Regions from separate parts of the Mus musculus genome. Here all the other regions are linked to region 1. A link is a contact called in public promoter capture Hi-C data. All regions are on one chromosome and are shown on one strand. The core of a region is the stretch at or near the end of the contact, and the rest is flanking DNA. Distances in the headings are between cores, read along the strand shown. Region 1 holds the start of Sema4f (sema domain, immunoglobulin domain (Ig), TM domain, and short cytoplasmic domain). Region 2 overlaps Slc4a5 (solute carrier family 4, sodium bicarbonate cotransporter, member 5). Region 3 holds the start of Slc4a5 (solute carrier family 4, sodium bicarbonate cotransporter, member 5).

What was found. Promoter capture Hi-C pulls out the DNA fragments that hold promoters and counts their contacts. Capture Hi-C pulls out chosen DNA fragments and counts their contacts.
Region 2: a contact with region 1 is called in a promoter capture Hi-C map of stem cell-derived epiblast-like cells, with 3 times the contacts expected there. The contact joins the enhancer-like site here to the promoter of Sema4f in region 1. A contact is called at or near these places in 8 of 39 promoter capture datasets (the C10 cell line, the HPC-7 cell line, HPC-7-derived erythroid cells and 5 more), 4 of 484 Hi-C or Micro-C datasets (the G1E-ER4 cell line, embryonic stem cells, large pre-B cells and 1 more), 4 of 115 datasets of contacts at active chromatin or transcription factors (bone marrow-derived macrophages, embryonic stem cells, memory CD8 T cells and 1 more) and 3 of 9 other capture datasets (embryonic stem cells, liver and macrophages).
Region 3: a contact with region 1 is called in a promoter capture Hi-C map of adipose tissue. The contact joins the promoter of Slc4a5 here to the promoter of Sema4f in region 1. A contact is called at or near these places in 4 of 39 promoter capture datasets (the C10 cell line, hematopoietic stem and progenitor cells and pre-B cells), 1 of 484 Hi-C or Micro-C datasets (the HPC-7 cell line), 1 of 115 datasets of contacts at active chromatin or transcription factors (pancreatic cancer cells) and 2 of 9 other capture datasets (adipose tissue and macrophages).

What each region holds. Positions count from the first base shown.
Region 1 is chr6:82,937,631-82,942,335 of GRCm38.p6, reverse strand. Sema4f (sema domain, immunoglobulin domain (Ig), TM domain, and short cytoplasmic domain) reads left to right here and starts at 2,567. Exons shown (of 14, transcript NM_011350.4): 1 at 2,567-2,875. The coding sequence starts at 2,713.
Region 2 is chr6:83,277,728-83,282,432 of GRCm38.p6, reverse strand. Slc4a5 (solute carrier family 4, sodium bicarbonate cotransporter, member 5) reads right to left here. Exons shown (of 25, transcript NM_001166067.1): 15 at 2,269-2,469. Among named protein-coding and RNA genes, the nearest start is that of Mthfd2, 38 kb to the left of the region's middle. Within about 2 kb of position 2,457, at least 11 of the 459 cell types and tissues checked have an H3K27ac peak or open chromatin away from gene starts, as enhancers often do. A contact at or near this core is called in embryonic stem cells and stem cell-derived epiblast-like cells, where this site is marked.
Region 3 is chr6:83,234,657-83,239,361 of GRCm38.p6, reverse strand. Slc4a5 (solute carrier family 4, sodium bicarbonate cotransporter, member 5) reads right to left here and starts at 1,987. Exons shown (of 25, transcript NM_001166067.1): 1 at 1,600-1,987.

The DNA.
Region 1 (4,705 bases), core at 1,318-3,817:
GATCTTGTTGCGGATGGTTGTGAGCCACCATGTGGTTGCTGGGATTTGAACTCTGGACCTTCAGAAGAGCGGTCGGGTGCTCTTACCCACTGAGTCATCTCACCAGCCCGTTATTCATGATTTATGATTCTACCAGTTACTGTGATAAAAGACCACAACCAACAGTGACTTATGGAAGAGTTTATTCTGGCTTATGTTTCCAGAGGGAGAGTGTATAATGGTGGGGAGGCATGGTAGCAGGTGATTGGATCAGGAAGCTGAGAAATTACATCTTCAAGTATACCCAGGAAGCAGATAGGACAAAGTTGAGTGAGGCTATAAACTCCCAAAGCCCAACTCCAGTGACATACTTCCTCCAGCAAGGCAGCACCTTCTACAGTTTCAATAACCTCTCTAAATGGTGCCACCAACTGGGGACCAAGTGTTCAAATACCTGAGCCTATGGAGAGCATTTCTCATTCAAATCACCATAATAATTATCTAACTTTTACAAATTCCTAATAGTCATTGTTTACTAGATAATTATCATAATTTTGTTGTGAAGTATCTAGTTAGTCCTTAGTAAGTTGATAGATGTTTACTCACATCCATATTATTTGAAACCCAAGATCTCTCTCTTTCTCTTTAAAAAGTTTTCTCTGTGTATGTGTGAGTGAATGACATGTGTAGGTGGGGGCAGAGGCTGGAAGGCAGTGTTGAGTCTCTTAGTGCTGGAGTTACAGGCAGTTAGGAGTTGCTTTGACATGGGTGCTGGGAACCAAACTCAGCTACTTTAGAAGAGGAGCAAGTTCTCTTAACCACGGAGCTATCGCTCAAAGCCGCCAAGTTCTCTCTTAGCTACACCATAATATATGTTTATTATGGTTTAAGCAGGAATCTTTAAGTAGGAGTTCTTCATAGCTTTATCAACAAAGCAGGTTATAGTTAAATCCATTTATAATTGTATGCTATTAAAATAATTCACAACACTGTATCAAGTTAAATATAATAAGATGGTAAATTTAAATGTGCTATATGGTAACATACAGATTGCATACATAAGCTCATACTACAACCTATACTGTTCATTCCCCCCCCCTTTTTTTTGGTCATTACCACTAAATTCTCTTTCTCAATATGAAAGTGAGGGTTGGTAAAGGGCTTGTTGACATACCTAAGTGGGTAGGAGTTTTAAAAAGCTAAAAACTGCCTGTTTGTAGGAAGTCTGTCAACCCTGCATCTGAGACAGCAAATCCCAATACAGTTCCCAATAGCACACCACTGGGGATGTTAACTTCTGTTTCAGGTCTCCCTCCCAGGATGGCAAGGAGATGATACGGAATCATAAGTGAAACACCTGGTAAGCGCAAGTTCCCTCTGAGACAGGAGGAAGTTACTTCACATGTCAGAGTCCTGCCCTAAACCACAGCTTCTGTAGAAAACCTGGGCACTTGACTCCTTAAAGGCTGCCTAGAAATGAGGTAGTTTTACGTGAAGAACAGGGCCAAGGCACCACTCCAGGTCTACTGCATTGGGTGTATTTCTGTGGAGTCTCCTCTCAAATACACAGTGGTCATTCCTGACTCTGGCCAGCACACTTCCCAGTCTCCTTAGTTCTTTTATTTTATTTATTTTACTTTTTTTTTTAATGTATTCACTATTGTTCTCTTCAGACACACCAGAAAAGGGCATCAGATCCCATTACAGATGATTGTGAGCCACCATGTAGTTGCTGGGAATTGAACTCAGAACCTCTGGAAGAGGAGTCAGTGCTCTTAACCCCTGGACTATCTCTCCAGCCCAATGATTCAAAGTGGGACCGTTAACAATGTCTACTTGATAGAGTCTAGAACCACCCAGAGACAAAACTGGACGAGCTACTGTGAGGGAGTCTCTCGATTTTGTTGAGGTGGGAAGACCCACCCTGACTATGGATGGCACCATACTCTGGGCTAAGCTCTCTTCTTCCTATTGCAGATGCAATGTGACCAGACTTTTCAGTTTTTTGCCACCCTGCTTTTCCATCATGGCAGACTATATCTTCCAACTGTGAACCAAAATAAACCCTTCCTTAAGTTGGACCTTAGCAATGAGAAAAGTAACTAATATATTCATAAGTATATTTGCATTTTAATTTATTTATTGTGTGTATGTGTGTTGGAGGCCATTAGTACCATGGCGTGCATGTGGAAGTCAGAGGACCATCTGAGCAAGTGGATTCTCTGCTTTCCATGTTGTTGGGTCCCGGGGTGGGGGCAGTGGTTAAATCCAACTCAGACTTCAAGTTTAGCAGCTGGCCCCTTATACTCACTGAGCCATCTTACAGGAACAAAAAAAATAAATAAAAATCTGAAAAATCTGGTGCTCTTAGTAGCACAGATATGGATATTTGGGGATTTGGAGCAACTGCTACAAATTCACTGGTGACTCCAGACCTAGGAACGTTTCCATCCTTCTGAGGAAGAAACCCACACCTACACCTGTCCTAGCTCCGCCTACACCTGGGTAGGGCCTCTCTTCCTCGTCCCTCCTCCACTCAATTTTCATTGGTTATAGGAAGAAACCGGTCCTCCATTGGTTCCTTTGTGAGTGGGAGGAGTCGGGTTGTGTTTCATCTCACCGCTGCAGGCCGAGCTCGGCCGAGGGTACCCGAGAGGGGCCGAGGCCCGCGCAGTAGCGGTACTGAGTAGAGGCTGCCCGACGCGCCCCACCCGGCACCAGGCGGAGCCAGAGATGCTGGCCAGGGCCGAGCGGCCCCGCCCGGGCCCCCGGCCGCCTCCGGTCTCTCTCTTCCCGCCGCCGTCGTCGCTGCTGCTGCTGCTGCTGGCGATGCTGAGCGCCCCGGTGTGCGGCCGCGTCCCCCGCTCGGTGCCCAGAACCTCGCTGCCCATCTCCGGTAAGATGCAGGAACCCTTGTCCTCAGCCCTTCGCACGGTACCCTGCCCTTGCCAGCAGGTGCCCACACCCACCTGCCCTGCTAACTCCAGTGACAGCCATCTAAGGCCCCTCTGCACGGTGCACACCCCTGTGGGACCAAAGCTGAGACTTCTACCCTGCATCTTTCTATCTCATCTCATCCCACCCCACCTTACTCCATCCCACCTATCCCACCCCCAACCTGGCCCTGCACCTCAGCTCCCAAGACACAACCAGGGTGCTCCCGAAGCCCCTCTTTTCATTAGGGTGCAGTCCTTTACCCTGTAGACCTGGATACTGAGGCCCATGGAGGGCCTGGGGTTTGCCCAAGGTTGTCCATTTCAGTCCTTTATCCCTGTTGCCCACACATACACCCACACCCATCACTTCATTTCCAAGCTCCTGCTATTCCCTGTCTTCTTGCTCTTTCATTCTAATGGGTCATCCCTAGCCCAGAATTTCCGCCCTTTTAGCTTCATTCCCCCCACCCCCACGTCATCCTTTTAAATGCCCTCCCACCCTCATCCAGACCTGTATCCCTCCTGCCCACTTTCCTTATGGCTGACATCCATCCTCCGCTATCAATTCACTTTAACTTTAATTCCCCGAATGTCCGCTGCTCCCCCTGCCCATTCCCTACTTTGAGTGCTAGAAAACACTTCAATGAGCCCATTCAAAGTTCTTCACACAAAACAAAGGAGGGGCTGGAGAGATGGCTCTGTTGTTAAGAGCATTTGGCGGCTTTCCCAGGAGATCTGAGTTCTGTTCCCAGCACCCATGTCAGTGGCTTACAACCACCTGCAATTCCAGCTCCGAGGGAACAGGATTCTGTGGTTACTTATAGTGCATATATACAGACACTAATATACATACATACATACATACATACATACATACATACACACACACATTATGTTTAAAGAAACATAAAAATTATATATTTAATAAAACAAGATAGGGTTTAGGTTCTTTATGAAGACATGGAAAAAGCATAAATGGTGCTCACAGTTTAAATACTTTTTGCTGATCTGGACATGAGTGTGGCACGGGGCTTGTTTTCTTCTCAGTGGGTACAAATGACGCCACAACTCACAACTGGGTCACAGAAACTTAAAGCTTATGCTTAGGCCAAATGACATACACGGATGCTGAGTCCAGAAGTCAAAGCTGAGACCAGAACCTCTGGGGTTTCAGTTTGTGCTGAACCCATACCCTACAAAGAGAGTTACAGATGCCAGTCTTCGCTGATATCCAGGGATCCAGAGAGGCCCAGATGGCAAGGCAAAGCAGAGTAGGTAACACAAACGACTTGGTTCTCCAAAGCCAGAGGTGGAGCAAAGGGGAATTCATGAAAAGCTGTTGTGAACTTTAAATAGTTAAGTGTTTTGGATGCTGAAAATGAGTTGAGTCTGAGTCTAGGTGGAATGCATGGGAAGGAAGGAAGGAAGGGAGGGAGGGAGGGAGGGAGGGAGGGAGGGAGGGAGGGGGGAGGGAGGAGGGGGAGAGGGAGGGAGGGAGGAAGGGAGGAAGGAAGGAAGGAAGGAAGGAAGGAAGGAAGGGTCTGTGAGATGGTGGCATGTTCACTCATGTAATTCTCCCAACACTCTTCAAGGAAGAGGAGGCTCTCAGAGTGCACACAGTGGTAAGGGAAGAGTTGTGTTTCAATGCAGGTTAGTCTATGTCAGAAACACATATCCATCCACTATAGCTTCCGGTTTAATGAGGTAAGTGGAAGTCAAGAGTGTAGGGTAAGACAGGGAGTGGACTCCAAATAGTGCCTGCTGTGGTGGTACACACCTTTAATCCCAGC
Region 2 (4,705 bases), core at 1,208-3,707, 340 kb before region 1:
CCAGTGAAATGAAAGATAAAAAGTCCAGAAGGAACACTGTCATGTGGGAACGTGTGAGACACGGCAAAGATGCTTTGCAAGACAGTAGAGAAAACAGTGGTTTTAAAAAACAACAACAACAAACTAGGACAATGGCTATTTCTACAAAACCACAAAGGACTATTATCTCCCATTGCACACCAGAATCGCTTACAATGGATTGCAGAGCAAACTGGAAAGGCAAACCAGCAGGCTTTCAGAGTGCGGCATGGGAGATTACTGTATTTTTTTGCATGGGAAATTCTGTGTTTTACTACAGTAAAACAGAGAATTTTGTAATCAACAGATTCCACTGGAAAAGCCAAAGAGTGGGCAAGGCTGGAGAGAAGGCTCGACGGCTGAGAGCACCGGCTGCTCTCGCAAGGTATGGACCCCAGCACCTACCTATACAGTGGCTCACAGCCATCTGTAACTCCAGGTCCAGATGATCTGACACCCTTTTCTGGCTTCTTTGGACACTACTGCATGCATGTGGTGAGCACATGTACATACAGACAACACATTTGTATACATGAAATAAAACAAGTGAATTTCAAAAACAATAAGGAAAGTTAAAAGGGGCCTGGCAAGAAGGTTCAGTAGCCAAGCCTGAAGACCTGAATCCTATCCCCAGTACCACAGCATGGAAGGAGAGAGTTGACCTCTGGTGTCATGCATAAACCACAGTACACCTACGCACACACAAAAATAAATAAAACGCAATAGCAAATTTTAAAAGAAAAATCGAAAGACCACTTAATAGAACAGAAACAGATATTTACAACACATAAATCACACAAAAAAGAGAGTACACGCCACACAGAAATCAAATTCAATAGAAAACATGTGATAAATTGAAAGAGAACATTTTCAAGAACAAAGCCAGTTTGGCTATATGGTCAATAAACACAGGATGGAAGCCACCTTTAATCCCAGCACTTGGGAGGCAGAGGCAGGCGGATTTCTGAGTTCGAGGCTAGCCTGGTCTACAGAGTGAGTTCCAGGACATCCAGGGCTACACAGAGAAATCCTGTCTTGAAAAACAAAACAAAAACGAAGAGGGAGAGGGAGAGGGAGAGGGAGAGGGAGAGGGAGAGGGAGAGGGAGAGGGAGAGGGAGAGGGAGAGGGAGAGGGAGAGGGAGAGGGAGAGGGAGAGGGAGAGGGAGAGGGAGAGGGAGAGGGAGAGGGAGAGGGAGAGGGAGAGGGAGAGGGAGAGGGAGAGGGAGAGGGAGAGGGAGAGGGAGAGGGAGAGGGAGAGGGAGAGGGAGAGGGAGAGGGAGAGGGAGAGGGAGAGGGAGAAGGAGAAGAAGAAGAAGAAGAAGAAGAAGAAGAAGAAGAAGAAGAAGAAGAAGAAGAAGAAGAAGAAGAAGAAGAAGAAGAAACAACACAGGACGAGGGGAACAAAAGAATTAGAAACTCAAGGCGCTTAGAAACAAAAGGTCAAAAGAGTGTTGTCAAGGGAACCTGGGCCTTTCTGCCTCCAAAGTCTGGCTTGTGGGATTGTTTGTTGTTGCTTTGATTTCATACTGGAGATTAAACCCAGGGTCTCCTCAATGCTGGACAAGCAGGCTCTAAGCCTAATCTTATTCTTAAAACATTTATTTCTTTTATTTGCATGTATGTCTGTGTAAATGAATGTCATGCATGTGCAGGTGCCTCTCGTGGCCACTAGAGGGCATCATGCCTCCCCAAGTTGGCAGAGCATTGTGAATCACCCAATGTGGGTGCTGGGAGCCAAACTCTGGAAGAGTAGCAAATACTCTTAACTGTTGAGCCATCTTTGTAGCCCCTTTGTTTTCTTTCGAAAACAGGATGACTTTGAATTTGTGATCCTTCTGCCTCAGTCGCTATGGAGCTGGGATTACAGGCCTGGGCCACTGGGCTGGGCAAAGTCTGTGCTCTTTAATTTGTAAAACTCCTTCAGCCCAGTGCTTTCTTGATGTCCATTCTTTCAGAAAACAGAGCCCCCTGGAGGGACTAAGATGCAGTGTTCCTTCCCCCCACCAAAAATTAGCGCACGCGTGCGCTCACACACACACACACACACACACACACACACACACACACACGCAGGTACCAAATAAATTGTGGGAACAGGCTCTCTCTTTTCATCATGTGGGCCTTGGGGATATAACTCAGACCATCAGCCTTGGCAGCAAGCATGGCTGCCCGCAGAGCCATCTCACTGTGCTGAGTCTACCTCAAAACACTCTGGATGCAGATCCTGACTGCCCGCAGGAGATACTTACCTTGGTGGGAAAATAGCGGCTGAACTTGAATTTCTTCAGAGTCAAGGTCATGGAGTAAGTCCCAAAGAAAAGGATGAAGGACATGAGCGCCAGGTCTGGGACGAACTGGCAGGAGCTCCCGAGCAGGCGCCCGCCGTAGCTCAGGCACTCCTTCTTGCTCAGCAGGGACCAGTCCAGCGCTGTGAGGTTAAGGGGGGTGTACTTGGAGACCAAGCACAGAAGAAAGGGGGTCAGGACCCTCCTGTTAGGCAGTGTGTCCTTCCTGTGACCCAGGTAACCACACCACCTCCAAACCTTCAGGGTCCCTAGCCCTCCTGTCCAATATCAGACATGTTCTTGGGGGCAGGCTGTACAGAGAATGATAAGCAGGCAGCTCCCTAGAAAGATTAGGGACTGAAAAGTGTTTCTCTGGAGTGTTCTGGGATCTGTGGCTTAGCGGGCAGGAGGGAGATGGTTTCTCCCTCAGTAGGTCTGTCTCCTATTCCTGTCCTTCCCAGAGACACTAGTGTGGCTGTTTCTTTCCCCATGACACACCCTCATTAACTTCTTCTTGCGTCACTTCAACTCTCAGCGCCCCAAATGCTCAAATTCAGGCTGTGGGCTTCACATGTGTGAATTTAAGCAGTTACAGATTAAAAGAAAAAATTGTACTTGTGTTAAACATGAAGACTCCTCCCATTATTCTCGAAATACATTCTATAGCAGCCATTTACACATCATATATAGTGTATTCTGCACTGTGGATAATAAGATGATTTAAAGAATGTAGAGTATGGCGGCAGGTTAGTTCAAACGCAACATTTTGTAAAAAAGGATTTGAGCATCCATGGGGTTTAAGTATTCTAGTGGACATTGGACCCACTCCTTTGTGGATATCAAAGGATGACTGCATTTATATATTTCCAACAGTCATAAAAGGAGAAAGGAAAGGAAAATAATTTATGATAAAATTTCACTCATACTTTTGACTATTTTAATTATGTATCAATGCGTGTAACATTGTTTGTACTGTGCATGTGGGTGCCTGAAAAGGCCAGAAGATGGCGCCAGGTCCCCATGGAGCTCTTGTGAGCCACCTACTATGAATCCTGGGAACTGAGCTCTGGTCCTTTGAAAAACCAGTCAGTGCTCCTAATTGCTGAGTCATCCCTCCAGTCCAAATATATACTTTTAAAAGTTAGTGTGCTCATGTTTAGAAATAGCTACTTAGTGAAGCAAACAGATGTTTGCAGTAATCCTCTGAGAGTGGGCTAGTTGTGTGTGGGAGCAATAGGTGGTTACTTTAAACTGCCAAGTTGATTCAATCTAGAATCACCTGGGAGGAACTGTATACATGAGGTTGACCTGTGTGACTATGTCTGTAGAGGATTGCCTTGACTGTGTTCATTGATGTGGGAAGACCCAGTCCACCATAAGTGGCACCATTCCCTAGACAGTGCATCCTGGACTGTGTAAGAGTGGAGACAGCCAGCTAGCCAGTAGAGCATACATGCATTCATTCCCGACTGGGTGCACACGACTCACTGCTTCAAGTGCTTGTCGCCTTGCCTTCTCTGCAGTGATGAACTGCAGCCTAGGACTGGGAGCTGAATAAACCCTTTCTCCCTTAAAACGGTTTTCCTTTGCCAGGGTGCTTTATCACGTGAAGGTAAGGACTGAAAAGCCAATGTAAAGACAGACCAAAGCATCCCAGCTGGTCCATTGGAGCCCAGATCCCAGCACATAGCCCCTTACATAAAACAGGCACTGGCAGGGCTGGAGAGATGGCTCAGTGGTTAAGAGCACCGACTGCTCTTCTGAGGGTCCTGAGTTCAAATCCCAGCAACTACATGGTGGCTCACAACCATTCATAATGAGATCTGACTCTCTCTTCTGGTGCATCTGAAGACAGCTACAATGTACTTAGATATAATAATAAATAAATCTAAAAACAAAAACAAACAAACAAAAAAAAAAACAGGCACTGGCAGGTAGGCACTGCCCCAGTCTGCTCTTCTCAAAGTCTTATGTGTGAACATTTTTGGCTAATAGTCAGTTGAGGTAGATATGAACTGAGCCATTAGTTGCCTGTGCAAGGGAACTTGAGCAACCTTAAGGTCACTCACGGCTTACAAAGCTGCCCCACGGCTACATGCTCCCCTTTACCTGGATTATAATTTTGCATCCTTCCATCTACTTAGGCTGGAGAGGCCTACAGCCCACACTTCCTTCCCATTTTTCAGGAAGGCAGGGCAGCTAAGGTCCTTGGAGGCTATTAAGCCAAAAGGCTGATCAAATTCATTGAGCAGGGGGAGTCTAATAAACCTTGGGTGCTGGAAGTGCACTGTTGGATGGGAACTGGTGGTTTCCAGGCAGACCTGTGCATATATGTGTGTACCTCTGTTCCTGGCCTCCCCTGGGAATGCACATGCTATCGTTCTGCATAGAGAAGGCACGC
Region 3 (4,705 bases), core at 738-3,237, 300 kb before region 1:
TCTCTCTCCCCTGAAACTTCCCGGTAGAGCCAGGCATTCAACAGCACCCAGACAAGGACCCACCACGGACCACGATCATCTTCATGTTGAACGTGTCCTGGAGTCCCAGAGGTAGGAGACACAGTCCACCTGGACATGAGTCACACAGTTAGCGCTTACGTGTGAGCATGATACACCTGTCACAAGGCTTAGACCACAGATGGCCCTATTGCCTCTTACCGCCACCAACCCCAGGATGCAGGCTCAGCACTCATGGAAGAAAACCTCTGGCCGTGGAACCTTCCGCTTGGCCTTGTCTGCACCCTTCCTGTGTCCCTCAGAGCCAGCCCCAACCATTAGTCCCTCTCAGTAAACTTCTTAGGCTTCTAGCCCACTTCCGAGAGGAAATAAAGGCATGCAGGTGTGAAGTCCACTAGATTCCTCTCTGCTAGCCTGTACCCTGCTGCCCACCACCCTTGGGGCCGATCCTTCCTCCACTCACCGTCCTCAGCACCTCGTCCAACAGCCCCTGCTGCCTCCCCAGCCTCATCACCTCTGGGTACCCCATCCATGGCCTGGCAGCAGCCGAGTTCGCTCTTTAAATATTCCTAGCAAGCTTGTGCAGTGGACTTCCAGAATCATAGCGTTCTTTGAGGGGGACCCTGTCCACACAGGGTAGAAACGATTTTCTTAGCAGAAAAAAGTGCTAGTAACTTCTGTGGTTATAGACCCGCAATGAACGTCACTGATCTAGATGTATCTGAGTTTGAAATGTTTCTATTGTTTTAAACTTATTTCACTGGCTTATTGAGTTTAAGGAAATTTCTTTTTAAAAAAAGGTAATTTGTGTAGGCATAGTGCCTTTATGGCAATACACCTTTAATCCTAGCTCCTGGGAGGCAGATGCAAAGGGATCTCTTTGAGGTTGAAGCCAGCTTGGTCTACATTGTGAGTTTCCAGAAAGCCAGGGCTACAAAGAGAGATCCTATCTCCTAAATAAATAAATATACAAATATATAACCAACCATCCTAAAACAGAACAAACAAACAAAAACCTCATTGTTTTCTCTTTTCTCCCTTCAAATTGGGAGATGACTATGGCTCTTTGATTCTGAAGAAACAAACCAATTCCCTATGGGATCAGTCTATTAGCTACTGCTCAGTTTTGGATTTGCCTTGCTGGGAACGGGACCCAGGACCTGTTTGCACTTAGCAAGCAATCCACCACTGGGCTGCATCCCTAGCCCGATAGCAACTCAAGTGTAGATTTGCTCTCGTGGATTTCCAGCTGAAAAGCCTTGGGTGGCTCTTCATTACCTAAAGCTTGGGTTTGGTGATATGGTTCAAACCATCGCCAGCAATCTGGACCTAGCCTAGTGCATCCTTGGCTCTGCTGTGCCCAAGCCCAGTCACATCAGAATCACACATACAGTTCTCTGAAAACAAGGACCATACCATCCTTTAGACCTCTGTCCCCTATTTTGTATATCTGCAATCTTCCACATCCTTCAAGGCCAGGAGAAGGCAAATAAATGGACAGATCCTTAAGAGATAGCAGATTAGAAAGCACAGGCAGAGTAGGGGTCTATCCGAGCGAGCACCAGCCTGTCTGGGCAGTACCTGCTCCCTGGAACAGCTGAGCGCTGGAGTCTCCGGAGGTTGGTGCTGCCTCTGGCCCCAGCCTGCTTCTGTGGCTGCTACCCTGGCTGTGGGTCTCCTCCAGTATCCTCTTCCCCACAAAACAAACTCACTTTTGTTTCTAGTTAAGCAGCAAGGGAGGCATGGAGGAGGAGGGCAGGAGAAGGACGAGAGGGAAGGTGGGGGATTGGGGCTCGAGAGAAATAGCGATGGGTGTGAGTGATTTCGTGGAAATCCTGGGAGAAACCAGCAAATGAGAAAGAAAGGGGGCGGGGGAATCTGAGGTATGATGGAGAGAGGAGGCTTAGCGCTGAAGCTCAAACAGGGACCTGTGTGCTCCTCAGCAGCAGGGTGGTGGCAGCTGAGGACTGTGTGAGAACACCTAGAGCTGCCCCTCCCCCGCCCGCTCCCCGCGGGCCCCTCCCCCTCCCCTAGAGCCCTTCCGGACAGACCTGGAGGCTCCAGTAGAGCAGGGCACCTCTCAGGCTCCTTATAAAGGCTGGGGCTGGGAGGTAGCATTTGTACACAACCCCCCTAGGGCCTCGTTAAGATCTTGAGATTTTGGTGGCAGGTGAGCAGTCTGTAATAGCCTGGCAGGCCTGGTGCCCTGGCCAGGACAGCCTCACCAACCGCTGGGAGTTGGGCGTGGAGGTTGGGTTGTTGTTGTTGGGGGGGTGGGGGTGGTGCTTGCTGTGGGCTTTAAAATGTTGCATGGGGCTGGATTAGCTCTCTTCACAACTTTAAACCAATTCCTGGATTTGCTGTTTGTACCCACTTCTACGACAAAATGACAAGCGTTGTCACTGAGTGGATGTTTTCTGGGAGCCCATGGACAGCAGGAACTGGTCACTTCGGGGGCATGTATGAACCCCATGGGGGAATTACTTTGCTCTCTGAGAAATGTCTAATCTGGGGTTTGGCTCAACAAGTGCTTACCATGTGCAAGGTTGAACGGAGGTCACAGAGGCTCAGAGGCAGCACTACAAACTCGGTTCCGAAGTCTTAGAATTGGGAGGGGGCTTGATGATGATGAAGTGCAAACCTTCAGTTCACAGATAAAAATGGGGAGTTGGTGGACACCTCAGAAAGCCCTGGTGCAGGTGAGTTGTCTGGGGAGAGCTGGCTACATACTGTCCCATGCCCGGGTCCCTGACCACATTGTCATACTTGAGGTTAGACGATCAAGCAGGGTCTGTTTGAGATGGGGGTTAAGTGCAGCCCAGATGGGCCTCCAGGGTCTGAGACACAGGATGAAGTCTGGTGCGTCTGAGATTACAGGCCAGGGTGCTGGTGCTGTCGCAACATCATCAGAGAGCACTGGGGCTTGAATGGGGCCTCTGTTATGCTGGGCCAGCCCTCTACTCACTGAGCTAAAACTAGCTCCAATCTGAGACATCCTCCTGCATCACACTCCTAGTTCAGGGATTACAAGTGTGCACCACCATGCCTGGCTCCCACTCTGCCCATGTAAAGAAACAGAAATATGATCAGGTTCATGGGGAGCTCCAAGCAAAGTTACCATCACAGAGTCCCCAGCAGTGGACATCCCAGGAGTGTCCCCACTGAGGGTCCTGGCCTCATAGATTACACTCCACTGTGAGTGTGGTCCTACTGAGTCCTACTAAGTCCTACTGAAGCACCCTCTACAGGACACACTAAGTCAGAGGCAGGGTCTACCTCCACACCCAAAGAAAGATTTCAAAGCGCACGCCTTTAATCCCAGCACTTGGGAGGCAGAGGCAGGCAGATTTCTGAGTTTGAGGCCAGCCTGGTGTACAGAGCGAGCTCCAGGACAGCCAGGACTACACAGAGAAACCCTGTCTCAAAAAAAAAAAAACAAAACAAAACAAAAAAAAAAAAAAAAAAAAAAAGAAAGAAAGAAAGAAAAAGAAAGATTTCAAAAGAAACTGGAGAGACCGTTAACATTGTAGAGAGGCCAGAGCTGGGTTCATCTCTTGATGCTGCAAATTATTAGCAGTAATTGTATTGGCAATGCAGTAACCTCTGTGAGACTCAGTTTCCCTGCTAACTAAGTAGAAATGATGGCATCCACTTCTCTGAATTCTGGTGGAGAGTAACTGGAATAATCCTAGCAATGTGACAAGCACTCACCGGCCCCTCAAGTGATATTCCTACCATTGCGCTTGTGGCTATGACCAGCTTCCTATCACCAGCCTGCTCCCACCCTGAACATCCCAGGGACCTCGTCCTTTTCACTGTCTGACCCTGCCCCGGCCACTTCTGCTGGGGCCCTTCCCTATCACAGCCCCTCCTTCCTGCCCACTCAAGGTTTATCTTACCACATGTTGGACCACTGCATCAGGGACTTCCCTAAGGTGCTGTGGCCCCATGTACACTTAGTATGTTACAAGCTAGCCCTCCTCATGAGAAATGCCACAAGTAATGGCCCCTTTGGTCTGTAGTGGAAGAGGTGCATACTGTGGGCCCAATTGTTGAAACAGACTCAGACAAACTAGGGGCAGTGGCACACATCTGCAGTTCCGGCACTTGGGAGATAGAAGCAGGAGGCTCAGGAACACAAGGTTAACCTCAACTGTAAAGTGAGTTCCGGGCTAGCCTGGGCTACAGAAGAACCTGTTTTACAAAAAAAAGAAAAGAAAGAGAGAGAGAGAAAGGGAAAGGGAAAGGGAAAGGGAAAGAAAGGAAAGGAAAGGAAAGGAAAGGAAAGGAAAGGAAAGGAAAGGAAAGGAAAGGAAAGGAAAGGAAAGAAGCAGAAGGAAAGGAAGAGGAGGGAAGGAATAATGTGAGGAGGAAAAAAAAGAGGAGAGGAAAGAGAGAACACAAGAGGAGGGGAAGGGAGGAAGAAGAGGAAAGGAGGAAGAGTAGGAAGGAGAGGAGGAGGGAGAGGAGGAGGGAGAGAAGGAGGAAAAGGAGGAGGAACAGACTGGGCCTGGCCTTGGAGGGGAAATTTGGAAGGACACAGAGTGGCTTTAGGTTTTTTTGGTGTTGGTTGTTTGTTTAATGGAAGTGCACAGGTGAAGACTGCTTGCCCCACCCCAGCCCCACCCCCAGCGAGCTTGCTCCACCCCCAGCCCCACCCCCAGCGAGGAGCAAGGGCTTCAGAACC